4 separate regions of the Gossypium hirsutum genome follow, and all the other regions are linked to region 1. A link is a contact called in public Hi-C data. All regions are on one chromosome and are shown on one strand. The core of a region is the stretch at or near the end of the contact, and the rest is flanking DNA. Distances in the headings are between cores, read along the strand shown.

What was found. A called contact is a pair of places that touch in the nucleus more often than the background predicts.
Region 2: a contact with region 1 is called in a Hi-C map of leaf, with 2.5 times the contacts expected there. The contact joins the promoter of LOC107886143 here to the promoter of LOC121203592 in region 1. A contact is called at or near these places in 8 of 34 Hi-C or Micro-C datasets (callus, hypocotyl, leaf and 1 more).
Region 3: a contact with region 1 is called in a Hi-C map of leaf, with 4 times the contacts expected there. The contact joins the promoter of LOC107897682 here to the promoter of LOC121203592 in region 1. A contact is called at or near these places in 7 of 34 Hi-C or Micro-C datasets (hypocotyl and leaf).
Region 4: a contact with region 1 is called in a Hi-C map of leaf, with 10 times the contacts expected there. The contact joins the promoter of LOC107886106 here to the promoter of LOC121203592 in region 1. A contact is called at or near these places in 9 of 34 Hi-C or Micro-C datasets (callus, hypocotyl, leaf and 1 more).

The regions. Positions count from the first base shown.
Region 1 is chrA03:18,485,642-18,488,355 of Gossypium_hirsutum_v2.1, forward strand. It overlaps LOC121203592 (transcription factor MYB34), which reads left to right and starts at 1,321. Exons shown (of 3, transcript XM_041096780.1): 1 at 1,321-2,714. LOC121219118 (a long non-coding RNA gene) reads left to right here. Exons shown (of 3, transcript XR_005915840.1): 3 at 1-987.
Region 2 is chrA03:18,019,260-18,021,973 of Gossypium_hirsutum_v2.1, forward strand. LOC107886143 (malate dehydrogenase, chloroplastic) reads right to left here and starts at 1,328. Exons shown (of 2, transcript XM_041096753.1): 1 at 887-1,328.
Region 3 is chrA03:18,061,372-18,064,085 of Gossypium_hirsutum_v2.1, forward strand. LOC107897682 (geranylgeranyl diphosphate reductase, chloroplastic) reads right to left here and starts at 1,349. Exons shown (of 2, transcript XM_016823212.2): 1 at 495-1,349. The coding sequence starts at 1,181.
Region 4 is chrA03:18,859,365-18,862,078 of Gossypium_hirsutum_v2.1, forward strand. LOC107886106 (two-component response regulator-like APRR1) reads left to right here and starts at 1,384. Exons shown (of 6, transcript XM_016809943.2): 1 at 1,384-2,202. The coding sequence starts at 2,046.

The DNA.
Region 1 (2,714 bases), core at 71-2,570:
CATTAAACATAAGCCTCTTCTTTCTTTTCAAAGAACGCCGAATGTCAACTTGGACTCTTATACGCATATAGTTACGGTTCTCCTTCCCCAAACTAGAGCCATCATACTCCATGAAGACCCCTATAAAGTTTCGAATTTGTGCTGCCAGGTTCTCAGAATAGAAGCCAATAGGGATATTATTAATTTGAACCCAAAAGGGAGAATAAATAAGAGGGACTTTTAGGGGATCTTCTCCCCACTGCAATTGATATAATAACAATAAATGATTATTGAAAGTCCAAGGAGAACCCTTTAACACCCTTTCCATATCCATAACATGAAAAAACTGAAACAAATACCTTTTTTTCTCCTAAATCTCGAATTTGAACACCCCTTACCGGATGCCACAGATTGCCCATGGTATTTTTCATTGCTTAAAGTGGATTGTACTAGCTGTCAAAAAACAACCCACTAACGTAGATACTCCCATCATCCTTTCTGCAGTTTGCTCAACTTGAAGTTGCAAGATCTCATCTTCCTCCTCATTAATTGTTAATCCAGCAAATTCTACCTCCATATTTTCCTAACAATTTCCTACCAATTACGAATGAGTATACCAAAATACTAATCAGAGAATCAAAAAGCAAATCATGCCGTTTGATTTGAACAAAGACTGAAAGAACAAAAAAACCTAAATTCTGCCAGAGAAAGCAGACAGAGACGTGCTAGGGTAGCAGACTATAGGGAGGAAGGAGAATTTACGTTCTACATATCACAGAATTAAGTATTGGAATAATTAACAAAGGTTGAGGCTTAAAATTCGTAAGTGTCTAAGATTGATTTTTGTTTTTCGTAAAATTCTATCCATATTTATTTTAATTTAAATTTCATCGTTTTTGTATAAAATTATTCTAGTTTAGAAAATTTTATATTAGTGATTCGAATGTAATAATTTTTTATATTGTAGTTGTACTCCTAACAAAATTACTAGTAATATACTTTCTTCGATTTTGGTATTGATAGAATCAGCTGTATCAGGCAATACTAATTATTATGCTTTCATGCCGATTATTGATATAAATTTTTTTATTTTTTAAATTAATTTATTTTTTTATATTTTTATATTTATATTTAAAATATATTAAATATGATTATTAAAATTTCATGGAAAATATGACCATTAAAATAAGTTATTAAACTTAATTAATATAATATTTTTAAACTATTTTTTATTTATATTTAAAAAATTAGATGTTAAATATATATAATTTTGTAAATCGAATTAAATCAATAATTTATATTATATATATCATTAAATTAGACTCTAAAATAAAATCATATTTAATTTAAATTTGGGCAATCCTTGTTTGATTTTTCTAATAACTTAAGCTAAGAGTTTATTTTTAAAAAAATTATAATTGCATTCACACTGTTGAAATAGATATAATTGCAATTAATCAATACAATGAATAACTAGATTAAGAAGCAAAATACATCTAACTTAAATTAAAATAATTCTCAAAGAACTCATTAAAATCTAGAACTTAAAATTGTTACTGTTTCTTTATTACCATTGGTGATGATTTAAGATAAAGAATTATTTTAAGAGTTTGTCTGTTTAGAATGTAATACCTCAATATTCGATCCGATTGTTAGGTTAAGGTATCAAAATATCATATTCTTTGTCAAAGTAATTATAGAAATTTCAGATTGATTTATCTTATTATTTGATTATTGAAGACCGTTTTACTCATTTTAGTAACAATTGAATTTATGAAATAACTATTTATGAGTTAAAGGATCTCATTAAAACATATATGATATTCAATCAAATATAACAAAATTTATAAAAATAACACAATTATTAAAGTTTTACAAATAAGTCCATTGGAGGACTTGCACTTTTAAAGTAGTTTACTCATTTTATGTATATTTCATATTTATTTCTAAATTGTTCCAATTAATTTAATTATTCATAAAATTTTAGCCAATATTCCAAAATCAAATCAATTAACAATTATTCATTTATTATTTTATCAATTCATTTAAACATTCTCACATGTATTAATCATTCCATCACTTATAACCATTTTGTAACATTTTAAATTCATCTACTATTTTTTCCTCCTCATCCTTTATGTATATATATTAGGATATTTAGTTTTTAGCATGACATGTTTATACGTAACATTAACTATAATTCAACTATTTACTTATGTGTTCATATCAAAGTTGTCCACTTGTGTCATAGTCACTAAATTATTTATATCTTGAGCTAAAGATTTCGAAATTAAGATTCGCTTGATGTTTTTGAAACTAGACTCAAATATATTTTTACCATAAAAATTTCAGAATTTTTACTTTATCCAACCAGTAAATTAAATTCTTCAAATTTGCCCCTATTCTGCTACTTGACAGCTTCGACCTTTCTTTACTAAAAATTAATTATCTCTTAGTACGGGGTTTAGATAATGTTTCTATTTTATTCTCTTGAAAATAGAATCATTAATAATTTAAACATATAAATTTAATCCCCTAATAATATATTTAAAATTTTTTATGATTTTCCAAACTCATAATACGAGGACTCGAATCCATTCTGACCTTATCCCACAACAAATAATATATCTCAAAATATAAAATTTCATTTCTTACATTGTTTCTTCCATGCAAAACTAGACTCAATAAGCTTTAGTTTCATATTTGATTCACCCTCTAAATCATTTCCTATTCTT
Region 2 (2,714 bases), core at 78-2,577, 470 kb before region 1:
TAATAATGAACGAACATTAAAAAGAACTAAAAGCAAAAGGAACCGATAGATCTATCAATCCTTTCAATCATAGCCAGAAAACAATAGCAAGGGACTTATTCTATGAAACCAAACGTATCAATTTTGTATTCATTATACAAAATCCTGGTCAGAAAATTAGCTCCTATAACCGAATAGAAAAATGCCGAGATCCCACTTCTTTCAAAGCACACGTCTAGTCAATAACAAATTACAATTTTATTCAAAAAGGCAAATCAGGTTTCTTCTATTTAAAATTGGACGCCATATCTGGTTAACTTGGTGTGAGTTACCATATTCCTTCCATTAATCACATTCTCAACATTAGTTTCACAAACTTGAAATAAATAATCATGTGAACGGCATCAAATATCCCTTATGGATAATCCCCAAATTGAATGTTGATTTCAGGAATTTCAATATTCAGGAACCCCTTTTCACAAATCATTGAAAATAATAACCGGGTTTATCTTCAAACAATTCCTCCAAAGCATCAAAAGATGAGTTCATCTCTTCTCCCAAACATTTAACTCAAGGCAACATAAGAAAAATCCAGAAACACAATGCCCAACATTTCAAGAGATACCCAACCAGAACACTATGTTTCCAAATTCCAAGCTCGAAAAAATGAAAGAAATGTCAATGAAATAAAGAAACCGATAGTATAGATCTAATCAATATTGCATCTTAGAAGAAAGCAATAAAATGACTATCAGAGACAAGCAAACAGAGCAAACCCAGATAATGGTTCGGATTAATAAACAAAACCCAAATTATATTTGGACAAAGAAACAAACCCCATAGCTTAGAATTCAAGAATTACAACTGGAAATAAAGATCAGAAACTAGTTAAGAAAAGGAAACAAACCTTTGAGATCTGAAATGGGGGGGAGAGAGAGAGATGGAGAGAGAGCACGCTTAACTTAAGGGAAGCAAAGTGATATGTAAGAAAAAAAATAGGCTTTTTAATTCGGCTTTTGGTATTTATAGGAGAAACTGGACCAATAAACTTCGAACAAGGCACCAAAATTTTGGACTTTCACCTACTCTTTCTGGCCTGGAGTTACAATTATATTTTTGAGTGTGTACCGAATACACCGCCGCTACCTGGAAAGAATCTACCAAAAAGTGTTTGATTTTGTTTTAGATTATTTCAAGTTTTTGTTGGCTTGCCAAGAAGAAATTGTGGCCGATGGTTGAATGGATGGTTTCTACTTTCTACAGCTAAGATTTGCTTGCCTTTTCCGACCCTTTTTAATTCCTCTTTCTTTCCTTTTTTCCTTTTTTTTTCTCTTTAATCAAAGTATTTTGTTTTTCCTTTTCACAGAAATGATAAATAAATAATAGAGGTGACGTATTAATGATTTTTTTACTAAATTATAAAAAATTATAAAATGATGATCTAATTATTAATAAATTCTTTTATCACCTAAATATAAAAAATTATAAAATAATTACTTAACTATTTAATTTTATATATTTTTTAGTTTGACTAACATAAAAACAAAAACTCCGATAAACTCAAGATAATTTGAGCAACCAAAAAAAAAACATAATTAGATGACTACTAATTAATTTACCGAAAAAAACTTCTAAAATTTAATGTAAAAATTAAGAATTAATTACACTAAACATCCCTAAATTATGACCCTCATTTTAAATTGATCTCTAAGGTTTAAAACATTCTAATTACATGCTCAACTATCGGTGTTATATCAATCAAGTCATTTCATTATTAATATCGCTAATTTAACCATTAAATAAAACATTAAATCTTATATGACAATTTAAAATAATTTTTTTAAAAAAATAAAATATTGTCTCACAACTTTTAAAATTAAAAACTAAAATAAAATAAAATTGAAGAAAGAGAGAGTGAAGGAAAAAGTTTCTTTAAAAATTTTAAAAATCTCAAATCCAAGATTTTTGCAATATTCATTTTTATTTTAAATTATGACAGATGAGTCTATTTAACGGTTAAAATGACAATTTTAATAACGAAAGGATCTTACTAATATAACATCAATAGTTTAGGAAGTAATTAGGGTGTTTTAAAGTTTAGGGATTAATTTAAAATAAGAATCATAACTTGGGATGTTTGGTATAATTAACTAAAAATTAAAGTATAATTCAGGGAACAATTTACTAATAAAGCATTTTCTTTTTTGCTAGATATTTTGGTTACTTTTTATTTTGTTCATTTTATTCGACAACTTGTAATAATAATTTCTTATGGTTTCCTCTTTTTTATTTATTGAAAACATATAGTAAAACATATTAAATTTGGAGGATTCATCGTAAAAAATAAGTTAATTTTACACATTTACATAATTTTTTTTGTAAAATTAATATTTTAATAATTTAAAAGGTTATTATGTTAATTTGCCACTACTTTAGACGTAATATTTTACTTTCATTGATATGTATGAATTAAAAGTAAATTTACCGCTATGTTTTTACTTTACATTGATTTTTGTCTTTTTACTTTTATTTGATTGAATTTTCTGGCTAAAATTATTTTTTTTTGTTGTGTTTTGCTATTCAATTTCAAAAAATTTGAAGACAAAACTTAATAAAAATATTTTTTATATATTATTTTAATTTTTGACATTAACAAGGTAATTAAAATAATATTAAAATTAATAAAATGGTTATTGTAACAGCTCGATTTTGGGCCTAGTCAGAACAGTGGTTTT
Region 3 (2,714 bases), core at 99-2,598, 420 kb before region 1:
GTTCGTCGCTTGACCGGTTAACCCTATAGATTACTTCCTTTCTATAAATTTAGTGCATATATTTAACTCTATAAACTATTGTCTTTCTATAAATTTAGTGGAAAAGAAACACTTCCACAAAAAGGATGAGCCCCACAATGAATATTTTGAGCTAAACCATGCATTGAATAAGAACCTGAGATCTTGTTTAAGGGGACATTGAGCTCTTTACCAACACTCAACCAACAAACATCAAATAATAGTACTACATTAATAAGCATACTTAAGCATCCCAATGGTAAAGAGAAGCCTTTGCTACTGTTAGATTTCAAGTTTAAATCCCCAACTTATATGTGAAAGGGTGTTCAATTATGATCCTAATTTCTACTTATTCATACATGGATTCTCGGGAAAAATAAGCAAATCAACAACAAATAACTCGAAAATGGGTAAAAATATTTGTAAAAGAAAATTGAAATCTGTCTCAGAACAATATATATTACATATGCATGTACCTGAAATGCAATGGCGTAATCATAATCGCCAGCATTAATGGCTTTAGCAACACGAGAGTTAGCGCCATCAGCTCCAATCACAGCATCGACTTCCAAAGTGGCTTTGGCTCCCATAGCTCCTTTCTTCCCATCATACTCGGTGTAATGCAAAACATAGGGTTCTTCCCAATGTTTAGGCATATCCATCTTTAAGAACAGCCCATTTATAACGTTAGCTCCATTCTCCTTAGCTCTGTCTCTCAAGTAAGCGTCCAGTACTTCTCTTCTCACCATCCCAATGTATTCATGTGGTTTCAACGTTTGCCCGATGTCGACGGCAATGTTGGAGGGCGAAATCATCTTCATCTTGGTGACTCGCCGGTCGATGATATCCAAAGGCAAGTCAAATTCACCCACCATGCAAAGCGGGATGGCTCCGCCGCAAGGTTTGCAGTTGTCCAGTTTTCGTTCGATTAGGAACGTTTCTATGCCAGCCTTCGCGAGAGTTTCGGCGGCTGAGCCTCCTGCCGGACCACCCCCTATGATGGCTACCCTGAGGTTGCGGTTGCTTAGTTTTGGAGAAGTTTTGGCGGCTGACACATGGAATTTGACAGCAGGTTTGGAAAGGGTGGTGGTAGTGGAAGTGGGGCTGTGGACGGCGGAGCTATGGCGGAGGCCGTGGAAGGGCTTGAAAGCAATGGAGCTCATTTTTGAGAAATGTCAGAACTGAGGAAATGAAATCTTCAGTGGGAGTGTATTTGTTTTTGTAATAAAAAGGTGGATATGGTTGGGGATATGAGAAGGAAGTGACCGTTGGATTTGGAAAATAGACGGTGGAGATTGGGTTGTGGATATTAAGAGATAGATTTCGAGTTTTGTGCAGAAATTGCAGTTGAGAGTTGAGATTCGATGTATTCTATGGTTAGCTTTGTGCCACGTCATGCACTCTTTTTCTGGTAAATACGTCCGTTACCTTTCTGCATGCACCTCTATTTTAAATATAATATAAAGTGTGAAAATAACATAAGATATTTTTGGTAGGCATTTATCACTCTATTTTTTTCTGGTTCAGATCATAAAATCATTATCTTTTAAATAGGATTTAAAGTTTTATGCTTTTCAATTAATTTTTTTTTAAATTATTTAATTGTTGATTTAATCGAATTTTTAATAAGTTTAACTGTTATGTGTAAATTCATAATCTAATTTATTTAAAATTACTTTTCGAATCAATACCTTAATCGATTTTTGATCCAATCGATATTTAATTCGATTAAAATTTTAAATCACAAATATAATAGTTATAAGATTATATTTGACCACTTAAATTTTTAACGTTGTGTTATCATTTTATCCACAATACATAAAAGGATAGATGATGAATATATCAAATATTAACCTACAATTATATATTGTCAAACAGTTTAAATATATGTGAATCTATTTATTTTATATATTTTTATACATTATAATATATTAATTTTTTAAAATTTAATAAATTGTTTGTATCTTAGTTTTATATTGTTTTTAAAATTATTAAATTTAGATTTAATTAAAGCACTTTTCCAAACTTATTTATTTGATTTTAGTAAATCTTGTAAAATTAAGAAGCCAAACATACGTGGGAAAATTAGGGATATATGTTAAACTTAAAACAAAATTAGGGATTTAGGTCATTTTAATAAAAAAAAATTAGAATAATAAGTCGATTTTGGAAAGAAAAGGCAAAAACGCAACCTATATGACACATTTTCAGGTGACGTGGCATTAGGATAGGACAAAAACGCGTTCTATAAGATGTGCTTTCACCAGAATATGAAAGCCCTCTAAAGGTAGTAAATAATATTTATTTATAAGGAGAAATAGAAGAATCCTAGTTAAATAAAAATAGCACAAATAATGTTTATTTAATAGAAAATACTCTCCTACTCTAACACTTGATAATTTAATCCAACCCAATATTTATTTATTATTTCTCAAAATAAATATTATTTTATTTAATTAATTTCATTAATCAAATTAACTAAATTAGTTTTCCAATTAAATAATTTTCTCAACCTCATTCTAATCCAGTTAAAGTCATTACTACTAACCATGACGGTTTTATCGTAAAAAAATCTATGAGGAAATATATTTAATTTTCATACTTAATGCATGCATTTATAAGAACTAATTAATTTAATTCTATTTTCAAAATTCAATTATAATTTAAAAATTTTAAATTAATTCTCAAGTCGTTTT
Region 4 (2,714 bases), core at 134-2,633, 370 kb after region 1:
AATATACGTGATCATAGATGGATTTAGTTACGATATTTGTAACGAAAGTCGCCTTGGTTCTATGTTAACATAATTAATGGACGAGATCGTACGGAATGCCTTTTGGATATGATAGTAAAATTTTGAGCTCATAAGGTTATATAATGACATGTAATTATAAAATAATTAGTATATGTATGTGGTCCAAGTGGGAGATTGTTGGAAAATTTGGACATCACATATATAATAAGGATAAGTACATGTTATTATTTACTATCATGATAGGTTAGCCCAAATTAAAAGTGATCTAATTTGGTTAAAATTTTATTGGGCTTTTAATTATTAAATAAATTATGGGTCAAATATGTGTAGATACTCTTCTAATCAAATTCTAATTAATGATGGGCTAATTAGAATTTGAATGCTAAGGTTATAAACATTAGGGTTATGGTCCCCAAATTATACACAAGATATCTTTTCTAATATCCCATCATTAGGAAAGAGAGAGCAGATATTCTTTGAATTTCTTGTGTGCTAATTTGGAAGATCAAATCCCCAAGTTCCAGAAAGTTTCAAGAAATCCATGGATTCAGGTACGTTTCCGCATCTAGTTTTGTTCTTGATTTATTCTTAATAATTTGACATGACAGATCCTAGTTTATTAAGTTATATTGTAGATTTATTTTAATAAAATCTAACATGTAACACCAAGGCGATCAAAAATATTATCTATATATATACAAAGTTGGTGAGAGAAAACATTTTATGTTAGAAGTTAATTTTTTTTAAAATTTAGTCAAAGATTATTATTGGTGTAGTGATAAAAAATTTGTTTGTAAATTTATTAAACACATATACACATGCTTTTATTTAAAATTATAAAAAGACTATCAAAATAATAATAATTATTTAATAAAAGGACATATGTGTAGTTTTTTAATCGAGTTAATACTCGATTAATTCATGATATCAACTCAATCTATCGGAGCATATAAATTGAATCATTTGTTTTGAAGATTGGAATAAAATTGGATTAAAGGAGATAAAGATAAGTTTTGAGGATGTAAAATTATCCCATCCTATTCTATTGTGATGTCTAAATTTTACCTTGCATGCCATAAATTAAGGGCTTAACGCAATTAAAAAGAAATAGTGGTGAATGGGACAACTTCAAAAGAAAAGGATGACTTAGCAAACTATATATAACCAATGCAATTAGAAAGCAAACCCTTTTTATTAAACAAAACTAAACCTAACCTTATTTTAGACACGTGTGCTATTGGGATTGGCTTCTCACATGACCTTTCTCATCTTGCGCTTTCGCTTTTTCATCCACTTTCTCACTACGCGGTCCCCCATTTTGCCACGTCATTATCTCTTCTATCGCACTCCACCATGCGCACTACGCACTCCTCTTCCGATTTTCCTCACTCTAATCCAACGTTCCAAATCTCACCTCCCTTATCCGGCGTACGTTAGCCACTCCCAGCATACCCCAAATTCTATCTTCTAAAAAATATCTGTCTGAAAAACACGACACACACCCACACCAAAAAAAAAAAAAAAAAACGCACTTTTAGCAGAAATTGAGAAAAGCCTCTCCTTCGCCCCTTCCCTATTGGAGTTATGTTAACGTGTGTATCAGATCCTTGTTAAGCTCAAATTTGAGTCGTTGATGGCTGTCGCCATCCTTATATCCGACCGTCCGATTGGGTCCACTTGAGCTTTTGCTTGCCGTTAATGGAAAGGGATTCATTTAAGAATGGGGGAAATTAGTAACTTATTTCACTTATAGTGTTTTATTAGGTGGGAGCGTACGGACGGGGAAAAAAGGGATTCAATCTGAAGATGGGCTCTGGAAAATTGGAAACCCTAACCCCAATTTTGTCTCCAATTCGGATTGTTGGAGGGAAGATGATTATCTTGGGCTTTCTTTAGTGCTTACCCTTTTTTTTTGGTCAATTTTTTAATTTAGAAAAAAAGGGTTTTCTGGGGATTTGTTGTTTTGTGAGATATTGATTGGGAAAAAGAAATTTAAAGTGATATTTTTTCTGGGTTGTAGAAATATGGAGAGCAAAGAACTGAATTTGAATAAAGAGCTTAAAGCAGGAGGAGCAGGAAATGGGTTTATAGATAGGAGCAAAGTGAGGATTTTGCTATGTGATAATGATACCAAGAGCTGTGAGGAAGTTTTTTCACTTCTTTTGAAATGTTCTTATCAGGGTATACTGAGCTTTTATTAATATGTTTATTTTTTTTCCTCATATCTTATTGAGTTGTAGAATATGTTTATTTATTTATGCTGATTTTATTGTTGTTGTTCTTGTTGGTTATTGGGTATTTGGAGTCAAATTTTATGATTTGTATCTGTTGAGTTTATTTGTTAATTTATTTGTTTTTGTTTTGTTTTGTTTGAATTGTGTGATTTAAATGGCTGTTGAAGTGCAACTGATGGTACTGGTTGAATTTTCATTTAGGACTCTGAAGGTTAAAGTACAGTTGAAAATTTGCTATTATAGTTTTGAAAAAATAAATGATATGTAAAAGAAGTTGATTCTGTCAGCTGTAAATGATTATTTGCGTGTGTGTATATATTATTCTCTTCTATAAGTTCATTATGTTATTTTCTGATTATGCTACTTTTGCTTACTGAATCTAGTCTTTTGTTTCGACTTGCTTTGCTTCATGGGAGCTTAATTTGAGAAACTTGATAAAAAGGATATTTGGGTTATATG